Regions from separate parts of the Ovis aries genome. Here region 1 is linked to region 2. The links are chromatin contacts, called in public Hi-C maps. All regions are on one chromosome and are shown on one strand. The core of a region is the stretch at or near the end of the contact, and the rest is flanking DNA. Distances in the headings are between cores, read along the strand shown. Region 1 overlaps GXYLT1 (glucoside xylosyltransferase 1). Region 2 overlaps PPHLN1 (periphilin 1).

What was found. A called contact is a pair of places that touch in the nucleus more often than the background predicts.
Region 1: a contact with region 2 is called in a Hi-C map of hypothalamus, with 4 times the contacts expected there. The contact joins two enhancer-like sites. A contact is called at or near these places in 8 of 16 Hi-C or Micro-C datasets (blood, hypothalamus, liver and 3 more).

What each region holds. Positions count from the first base shown.
Region 1 is chr3:144,840,223-144,845,663 of ARS-UI_Ramb_v3.0, forward strand. All of the region lies in intron 1 of GXYLT1 (glucoside xylosyltransferase 1), which reads left to right. Among named protein-coding and RNA genes, the nearest start is that of GXYLT1, 11 kb to the left of the region's middle. Within about 2 kb of position 2,794, at least 11 of the 54 cell types and tissues checked have an H3K27ac peak or open chromatin away from gene starts, as enhancers often do. A contact at or near this core is called in hypothalamus, where this site is marked.
Region 2 is chr3:144,571,053-144,576,350 of ARS-UI_Ramb_v3.0, forward strand. All of the region lies in intron 4 of PPHLN1 (periphilin 1), which reads right to left. Among named protein-coding and RNA genes, the nearest start is that of PPHLN1, 69 kb to the right of the region's middle. Within about 2 kb of position 1,774, at least 10 of the 54 cell types and tissues checked have an H3K27ac peak or open chromatin away from gene starts, as enhancers often do. A contact at or near this core is called in hypothalamus, where this site is marked.

The DNA of each region.
Region 1 (5,441 bases), core at 1,544-4,043, 270 kb after region 2:
AAAGTGAAACTGAACTGTGAATATCAGCATGATTTCTTATTTCCCACTTAAAACATCATATGTGTAGCTTGGATTCAAGATTAGTTTAAAAGCATTTAAAGATCTTTTTCCATTCTACCAGCATTTGTGGCTTAAATTTTGCTTCAGGATAAGCAGATGTTTTGTTTGGCTGAAATGGATTTTTTTTTCTAGGGGGAATGTGTGCAGTTCATGAAGGAAAATTTTAGAAGTATGCCAGTATTTTCTGTGTCATCTGAGAAGGAGATCTTATTATATATTAGAGAATTCATGACTAAAAAACTTTCCCAGTTTGTAGTATTTTCTGCCTAAAAGTTTCACAGTTCTGTTTAAAATAGTGGTACCCTAAGGGAGAAATCAATTTCCAGAAATCCTCATTACCGTAGCAGGTTGGATTTGCAGTTTTGTTGCTGTAAAATAGAACAGTAAGTTTTTATGTTATTGAGTAAATTCCTTGTTAGTTTTAAGCCTGAATACTCACATAGGTTTCTGTCTCACTCTGTTAGGTGTAAAGAGTTCTCTCTGTGTTACTGGAATCCCTATTGGATGCTGCCCTCTGATGTTTGTGGAATGAACTGCTTTTGGGAAGCGGCCTTTAGGTAGGCACTTAATATTTAATTGGTAGATCAGTGTAGGTAAGATCAGATAGTAGATAATACATTTTTAACTGTAACAGATCAGAAAAAGGTTTCTTTTCTTGTAATCTAATATTATCATAAAAGTAAATAATTCATTTTCTGATTAGGTTTTCTTTTTTCTCCCACTTTGAAGTAGTTATGACCAATTTTTAAATCCATACTTTGCGTGAAATGCTCTAAAATTTTTTAGGTGTTATTAAGATAACCCATTGTTCATAGAACAATTTATGGTCTAATTTTAGATAATAGGTGATAAAATGATAAACAGATATTGAATATAGACTTCCACTGACATTTACAGGCATATGCCATTTATCTAATTTAAAGCTGGTATACTAAAAAAAATTTGTAGGTAGATGGAGACAACTGGGGAAGGGTTAAGTGGTCATTAGCAGAGGGATTGAATATTTGGGAATGGGAGGAAAAAGACAAATGTACAATGAAGAACCAAATGATGTGACAATGTTTATTGACCCTTTTTAAAAAAGCTTTTGAAGAGTGTGGCTTTGTTCACTTATCAGGATAATGAAGGCACAGGGTTGGCTGACTCTCTGGTACCTCCTGCTTCTCACCGTCAATGAGGGAAACAAGTGTTGGTAGAAATGGAATATCAGACTCTGAGATAGAGGCAGGAGGAGAGTGAGCGAATAGCCTGAAATGCCCTCCCCAAGAGTAACATTGCTTTGTGATTCATTTGAATTTTAATTCTACTCATTCCATTTGCCAGGCACAGTACTAGATGGTAAGAATCAGACTGAGTCTGGTTAACATGGCCCTGTCCTTCTGGAGCTTACATTCTGATGGAAGCTTCAGATCTGAGATTATAGTAGAGGGTGACAAGTTATAGCCAAGATGACGGGAGAGGCAGGTGGTCATCAGATGGGATTATCTTAAGGCATTAAGGAAGGCTTTTTGGAGGGGTTGACTACATGATGAACAGGAAATTAGCCAGGCTTAAGGACAGGAGGTGATACATTCCAGGTGGGAAGAACTGCATTCTTAATCAATACTAGGAGTGTGTATTTTTAAATTCTTATAGTCCAGATATATTATGCAGCCCACAAACAACTGGGAAGATATCGTTGAAATCACGTATTTTAATCTGGTTGCTATGGAAAAGACTGGATGAATGAAATTCTAATATGGGTCAGTCAAGTCAGATTATGTAAACTTTTAAGAATTAACTTTTAAAGATAATCTTACCATTCAGCTTGTTCATAATTTTGGAGAGTAGGAGCTCCACATTTTTCCTTCTTTAAAGAGTTTGCTAATGAATAGAGTATTGACAAGCTCCACTTGTTATCTCTGGTCTTGTGACATAAATCTATTCACTCTGAAAGCTGGGTAAGCTTGAAAGCCCCTGTATTCTCTGATTTATACAACCCAGACCCTTTTGTAAGTTCTGGCATGAGTAATAATCTTCCTACTCCTTTACTGCAGGAGCAGCCTAGAGAAGCTGACCTAATCTGAATCCTGGAGCTCTGCTTAATATTCCTTTTGTTTGAGCCTCTCCAACTCATTATTTCCCCAACACTCCCATGTATTCCCTGGAAGGAATTCCATGTGGATGGATACATGATATTGCAAACCTTGTGCTTTTTACTGTCCTAAATTGGAGATTTTAAAAGTTATACATCCAAAGTGTAATTCTGAAACCATTTTAGGTGCAGGTGTGCATTTTACTATATGTGTACATATATGTATCTGTACATACTACTGTAACATACCGTTACATGTATCGTATCATGTAAAATCTCTTAAACTTAGCATATGATCAGGCCAGCCAAGATGGCTTGTTCTTTTGCTCTCTGTACATTCCCTCTCCACCACTGCCCACTTTACATTCACCCTACTCACATGACTGACCTTCCTGCGTACTTGCCCCTAAATGGACTAGTGAGTGTTCTAACATTTAAATCAGAACATCTCCTCTGTGATAGCTTATCAAAGGGATGGTAAGAGGCCTGCCCCTCTGCTGGTTTCCCTGGTAACCAGTGAGCCAACCTGAGGTCAGTTCTCGATAACTGGTGATCGTTCCTTCCCCAGAGGCAGACACTGCTGCCTGTCCTCTGCACACGGTGGGGTGTTGCTGCAGGGCCTTGCCTCCTATGTGTAAACTCCCCTTGTCCATTAAGCCACTGATGTCCCAGTCGCCTGACTCCAGCCTCCTCCTCCTGTCTTGGAACTGAGCGAGTACAGGCTTGCAGGCCTGCATGCTGCAGTCCAGCACGTGTAGTTTCTTGCTTTAAACTTGGGAATCCCATATTTATTTGGCCTGTTCAAACTGGCAGACAAGCCAAAGTGCTGTACAGCTGCTGTGTCATTCTCATGCTCCATTTCAGTATTTAATTAACACCGCATTTCGGCCTGACTCGAGAGCTTCTCCACCCACCTAGGAAAACATCTTGGAAATCCCCTCTGCCAACATTAGGACTCCCGTCTTGTCTGGCAGCAGTGGGCCCTAAGCTGGCACCGTTTTCTCCTCCTCAGACTTGTCTCAGAGTTCCCAGTTTGGATTCTTTATATATTTTGATCTTTTCTGGAGGGTTAATTCCTCCCAATTGATTTATTATACAGTGATCATAAAGTAACATCAGTTCAGTGGCTCAGTCCTGTCTGACTTTTTGCAACCCCATGGACTGCTAAAAGTAACATAAAAAACCCAAAATCTCTAGGACACCCACCACCAGTGTTTTGTCCATTTCGTGCATGTGCTTTTGGTGATTTGTATCTGCATCTGAGTGTTTGCTGGCTGACTGTGCCCCAGTGCTCACACCTCGTCTCCCTCCTCTGTCCTTGAAACAACAAGGACGAAGTCCCTACAGCACCTGCTTCCAGCCCTTTCTCTTCAAGCATCCTTCCTTTATTTTTTCTCTTCACCAGCAAGCATTTATAAGAGTATCTTCTGGCTTTACTTCCTTAAAAAACAAAACAAAAAGCAATCTTCTCACCCCAACTGTGAGCAGCAGCCGCTTCTGACCCGAGGTCACCTCTGATGTTGGAATTGTTCTGAGGCCTCGTCTGCCTCCTTGTTACCCCTTCCTCTGTCTTCCTTTCAGTGCTGTCTCCATCTCTGGCTCTTGAGACCAGTGTCCCAGGGTTTGTTTCTCTCTGCCTCTGGACTCCTTAGGACTCTGCTCTTTCCCCTCTCCCTGGATGGTCATGGGATCACCTGTTTATTTGGTCTCTTCATCAGAGCTCTTTGCTGGCTCCCGAGCTGTGTTTGCAGCTGCACTGGGGTGATTTTTGCCTGCTGACTCGTTGTGGCTCATCACGCCTCCCCTTGTCTGGGTTTTGTATCTTCATGCGCTGTGGACTTTGCATGTGTCAGTCCACAGTGACTATTCCTGCTCGTCTCCTTTCTTGCCCGCACTCTTGCCGGCCTGCTCCTTTCCCTGCCTGAACTCCCATGCCATCACTGCTCATCCAGCCACTGTGATCTCACTTCCTGCCCACCTCTTCTTCCTTCTCTGTATCCTCTCGCTTAGCCGTACCTGCTCCATCTCCTGTGGTTGTGAATTGTTACCCATTTCAAGAAGTGCTGGCTTTGTAGACGGACACCAAGGATTGCTCATTATGTAAGCCCCATTATTTAGCCAGGTGCTTGGCAACCAGTAAACGACTAGTAATAATTTCCCCCAGCATTTCCAGACTTCAGGTTAGATGTTTGTGCAGTAAGCCCTCTTAGCAACCTCAATTGTTTTCTAGTTAAAAAGTTACCATGCTTTCTGTTTAAATCTTTAAAAAAATCTGTTCTTCACAACAGGCTGTAAATTGTATGAGGTTCGGATCGTGGCTTTCTGGCTTATCCCATGTCTAGCATGTGAAAGGAGTTCAAATATTACAAAGAATGGATAATCCCTTGTGTTCTAAAAATTATACAGATTTAAGCCTACACCAGCATTGTGTGTCACCATAACTTTAGCATTCATTATTGGGAATCATAGTTTTGCCACCTGTTAGAGTAAAATGATATTTTATTATTGGTTTATATTCATTGATTGTTTCTTGAATATATTTCTGTATTTGTTTATCTTTTAAAAGTTTTGTTTGCATTGTCTGTATTGATATTTACCTGTTTGGTTTTTAATGCTTACTTTATGAACTCTAAGAATATATACTCTACTTTTGACATTGATTACAAATGTTTACCTAATCAGTTTAATTTTAAAATTTTAGCTATCTTTTCATTATATAATCTCTTAATTTAAATATTATTAAATGACTTGAGCTTTTAAAATATTTAATCTTTGTCTTTATGATGGGAATTGATTTTCAGTTCCTAGTGTCTGTGTATTTACTACCTCAACTGTTATCTTGAGTGGTTCCATACTAGTTTTAAGAGGTACATTTTTACAGACTATTTAAAATTGTATTTTAACAGTCAATACTTCATGTTGAATTTTTAGATTTTTTAATGCTTTACATAAAACCTTGCAGAGTTTTTTTGCAAAGAATTGTATTTTATCCCGAAAGTGATTCATGCGTGCTGCATGTTAGTTGCTTCAGTTGTGTCTGACTCTTTGCGACCCCGTGGACTGTAGCTGCCAGGCTCTACTATCCTGGGATTCTCTGGGCAAGAATACTGGAGTGGGTTGCCATGCCCTTTTCCAAAAGTGATTTTTATACAACCTTTAAAGTAGTTTTACCTAGTATGATAATTCACTACAACTCTTTTTCTCTATAGTAAGAAGAAAAATTTTTTTTAAAAGGTTACACAGGAAGGAAATTATCATTAGTGTTTCTGAGTATAGTTTTCCAGTTTTGTTCAACTGCAAATTTTAA
Region 2 (5,298 bases), core at 524-3,023:
ACTACTCCATCAAAGACTGCTAGAAAATGCCAAAGATTTCCCCAGTGAGACAGTTCTTGGCCTATTATCCTCATCTAAGCATAGCACTCAACACTTCAACTGATGCAATTCCCCACTACCCTGCCCCACGGTAATCTGGCAGCGTTTACAGACACTTTTGTTGTTACAATTGGAGAGGAGGGAACGCAACTGGTACCAAGATGCTACCAAAATGCTACGATGCCCAGAACAGCTCCCACACATACAGAATAAAAAATTATGCAATCCAAAGTGTTAACAATGCCAAGGTTGAGAAACCATGGTAGATACTTATTAAATCCTTGCTCTCTGAATTTATAACAGAGTGTTGCCTGTCTCTAAATAGCAACTTTTTGTATCACCTTTACTTATACAAGTTAAATTGCCTTATTAAGCAATATCATCAACTCAAAGCAGAAAGCAAGGCCAAGTAATAAAGATTTATAAAGCAAAACTATCATTAAAACATCAAAGCAAATGAAAATTGATAAAACTACTGAGACAGAAGTTTCTATTTAAAAAAACACTCGGAGTCAAACAGGTTTTAACTGAAGATTTAGCAAACATACCTCCATACTGAAATTAAAGAACATTACACTCTAGACAGAAGAATGATAAAAAGATGAGCCAATTGCCATGAAATTTCAAATGCTCAGAAAATAATTTCCGCATATTGACTGGTAGTCCTTAATCTGTAACCAGATTGTTGTCATTAACTATTAATACCCAAACTATATTGTCTTTACAGATATAATGAAGCTCCTCTGTGCAAAAGTAGAAAATAGTTAAAACTCGTTACAATAAATGAACTCAGACAAAATATTAATACTGAAATAAGCCACTAAAACTATAGGAGTCATTGCAAAATCACTGAGAGCTGAAGTAAGTAGCTATATATGTATTATACAGATTTTAGGAACTACCAGGGGCTGAGGACCCAAAGGTGAACCACATACATGTAGCCCCTGCCATGATGGAACTCTCAGGCTAGTGGGAGAGGCTGATACTAAATGTACAGACGAAATGTGCAGCCAATAGTGTGTGCTGGGAGACCAATTAGGAGCATTCTTAGTCCAGGCAAGAGGCAGTGGTGATTTAGATACGGTGGAAGCAGGGGAAGCATCACAAACTCAACATGCACAAGAGAGCAATTTTGTAGACTCAGTGGGACAAGGTAAATGTTTGACTTTTGTGTGTGAGAGACGGTGGATGCCAAGATGATATCATATTCTGGCACAGTGGATTACTGAAATGAGAAAGCAGACCTGAGAAATAGGTACAGAGTAGGAGAGCCACATTTAGATTCAATCATGCCATATTTCAGATGCTCGTGTTAACAGGCTGGTAAACAACTACAGATACTGGTGACAAGACCAGAAGAGGTTTCTGGTTATAATTATAAATTTGTCTGTAAATAGGCAGCATTTAAAGCCTCTGGTATAGATGAAATCAAAGGATAAAAAGCAGAAGGCCTAGAATCCAAGGCTAGAAAACTACCACACTGAGAAGGATGGGCTGTCTGAGAAGAATGGGAGAGTGAGAGGCCACAAGAACATGAGGGACAGGAGAGCAAGTGAGCAGGGAAGGAAAGGGAAGAGTGCTCCAAGCAGGAGGATAAAGGTTTCCCACAGTGAAAGTCAATGAGCTCCTCCTGACAACTCACTCAGGAAATGGAGAACAACAAGGCCACATTCAGAGGAAAGGCAGCCTGTTTTCTCTGGAGGGAAAGGGAAGATGAAACGCTGACTTACAGTTTCCTAATCCTGACACCAGATGGCAGTAAAATCACAACAGCACAATTCAGAGCCATCAGTGGCTTGGGGTGGCTAAAGACACACATGGGGGAAGTACATGTCAGATTTTAAAATCTCAGAGCAGAATAACATCTCTCCCCTCCTTCACACCAACCTCTCCTACCGACCATCAGATTAAACAAAAACATCACAGTAGGCATCACCTACCATAAGTATATGGTACTACTTTACCCAAATCATTTATTCACATGCATATTTATACATATTTTCTCATATCTATATATCTATGTCCTAATATATAAAAGGCACTATGGAAAATTATTCTAGCTCTAAAGAAGCTCAGTATCTAACTATGGGGATGGGGAGAAAATGTTTCAGAATGTTGTACTATCATTCAGAAGAGAAGTATATATTAATAGATGAAAAACTGACCAAGAAGTCTTTAGGAAAAGTTAAAATATAGATCAACAATGTCTAAGAGAAACATAATAGGCCACAAATGATGTAATAAGAGTTCAAAAGTAAAGAGAAACAGGTGATTTTAGCAATATTTTACTTAACCCAATATACTCAAAATATTATCAACATGTAATCAATATTCTAAAATTTAGTGAGATAATATTCTTTTTCATCTTACATCTTGAAAATCAAGTGTGTATTTTATATTTACACAATATCTCAGTCTGAACTGGCCACATTTCAAGTGCTCAACAGGCACATTTAGCTAGTGGCTCCCATACTAAACAGCACAAATTTAGATGTCTGGGAAAAGCAATCCAAGTTTCAAGAAAAAGCAGAGAAGGATTAAAGGATATGCAAATAAGAACAGTGAAAAGTTTAAAAGGTTATAACTGAAAACCAAAGGAAGAAACTTTCAAAAAGAGAAAAGATAGTTAATATCAAATACTGCAGAAATTTAAAACCTACGAGTTTAAAACCTACGAGTCACATAACCAGTGAGTGGGCTGACCAGTGAAACTCTGGAAACCAAATCAGACTATAAGAAACTATATCTACTAAAGGGATTAAACTATCACTTTTCTTCCCAAAAAAAGTTTGGCAGAAGGAAGAAGGAAGAGAAATTGGGACAATGCTCTGAGAAAAGGGGCTCATCTGGATATATTTGGAAAGTGAAAGTCGCTCAGTCGTGTCCGACTCTTTGCGACTCTGTGGACTATACAGTCCATGGAATTCTCCAGGCCAGAAATACTGGAGCGGGTAGCCTTTCCCTTCTCCAGGGGATCTTCCCAACCCAGGGATCGAACCCAAGTCTCCCGCATTGCAGGTGTATTCTTTTCCAGCTGAGTCACAGGGGAAGCCAGAGAATACTAGAGAGGGTAGCCTATACCTTCTCCAGCGGATCTTCCCGACCCAGGAATCGAACTGGGGTCTCCTGCATTGCAGGCGGACTCTTTACCAACTGAGCTCTGAGGGAATCCTGGATATATTTGGAAGCTGAAGGGAAAATGCTAATTTCTTATAGAAGGAGAAACGGATAATCCAAGACCATTTTAGGTAACTGATGAAGAAGGAGCCAAAAATCACCAGGAAAAAATGGGACAAGGGAACTAAGTAGAACAGAACAGCATAAAGGAAAGAAGAGAGAACACGAAAGGACACAGAGGAAAATTCTCATTTCAAGAGAAAGCATGAGAAATCTATCTTCAGAACTTCTTAACCTCAGTAACATACTTCTGTTGTTTATGCCACAAAGGTGAAAGTCACTGGGTAGTGTTCGATTCTTTGCGACCCCATGGACTTCACAATCCATGGAATTCTCCAGGCCAGAATACTGGAGTGGGTAGCCTTTCCCTTCTCCAGGGGATCTTCCCAACCCAGGGATCAAACGCACATCTCCCACACTGCAGGTGGATTCTTTACCAGCTGAGCCACCAGGGAAACCCGAGAATACTGGAGTGGGTAGCCTATCCCTTCTCCAGTGGATCTTCCTGACCCAAGAATTGGACTAGGGTTTCCTGCACTGCAGGTGGGCTCTATCAACTGAGCTATCAGAGAAGCCCTAACATATTTCTAGAAGTCATCAATACAAAGTAAAGAAAGTAAGGACATGAACAGATGCTTAAGGCAGAGTGGAAATTATTTGTCCTTTGGGGAAAAGTATTAATTTGAGCAGTGTTTCTCAAAGTGCAGGTCCCCAGACATGCACTGCAACCTTGAGAAGGTGACAGAAGTTCAAATTCAGGGCATCAAACCGCCTACTGAGTCAGAATCTCTGGAAGTGAGACCAAGCATTCAGGGCTTTAAAAAGGCCCTCCAGATGATTCTGAGGCACACAAAACTTTGAGAAGGACTGAACTAGACAACCTCACTGACATGTCAGAGTTGTTTACATACAACTATGGTATCTCTAAGTCAAAGCATTACTACAAACAAACCTAGTGGTGTGATGGAATTCCAGTTGAGCTATTTAAAATCCTAAATGATGAAACTGTTAAACTGCTGCACTCAGTGTCAACAAATCTGGAAAACTCAGCAATGGCCACAGGACTGGAAAAGATATTTTCATTTCAATCCCAAAGAAGGGCAATGCCAAAGAATGCTCAATCTACTGTACAACCGCATGCATTTCACATGCTAGCAAGGTTATGCTCAAAATCCTTCAGTCTAGACTTCAGCAGTATGTGAACCGAGAATGCCAGATATACAAGCTGGGTTAAGAAAAGGCAGAGTAACCAGATATCAAACTGCCACCATTCACTGGATCATGGAGAACACAAAGGAATTCCAGAAAAAATCTACATCTACTTCTGCTTCACTGACTAAGCTAACGCCTATGACCGTGTGGATCACAAAATGGTGGGAAATTCTTGTAAAGAGATGGGAGTACCAGACAACCTTACTTGTCTCCTGAGAAACTTGTACGCAGCTCAAGAAGTAACAGTTAGACTGGGACATGGAAAAAAGGACAGGTTCAAAATTGGGCAAGGAGTACAACAAGGCTGTATATTGTCATCCTGATTATTTACCTTCTATGCAGAGTACATGACATGAAATGCCAAGCTGGATGAATCATTAGCTGGGATCAAGACTGCTGGGAGAAATATCAACAACCTCAGATATGCAGATGATACCATTCTAATGGCAGAAAATGAAGAAGAACTCAAGAGCCTCTTGATGAGGGTGAAAAGGAGAGTGAAAAAGCTGGCCTGAAACTCAACATTAAAAGAAAGAAGATCATGGCATCCCATGAAGAAGATCATGGTCCCATTACTTCATGGCAAACAGATGGGGAAAAACTGGAAGTAGTGACAGAATTTATTTTCCTGGGCTCCATTCGTGGTGACTGCAACCACGAATTAAAGGACATCAGCTCCTTGGAAGGGAAGTTATGACAAACCTGGACAGCATATTAAAAAGCAGAGATATCAGTTTGTCAACCAAGGTGCATATAGTCAAACCTATGATTTTTCCAGTAGTCATGCATATGCATATGAGAGTTGAACCATAAAGAAGGCTGAAAACTGAAGAACTGATGTTTTCAAATTGTGGTCCTGGAGAAGACTCT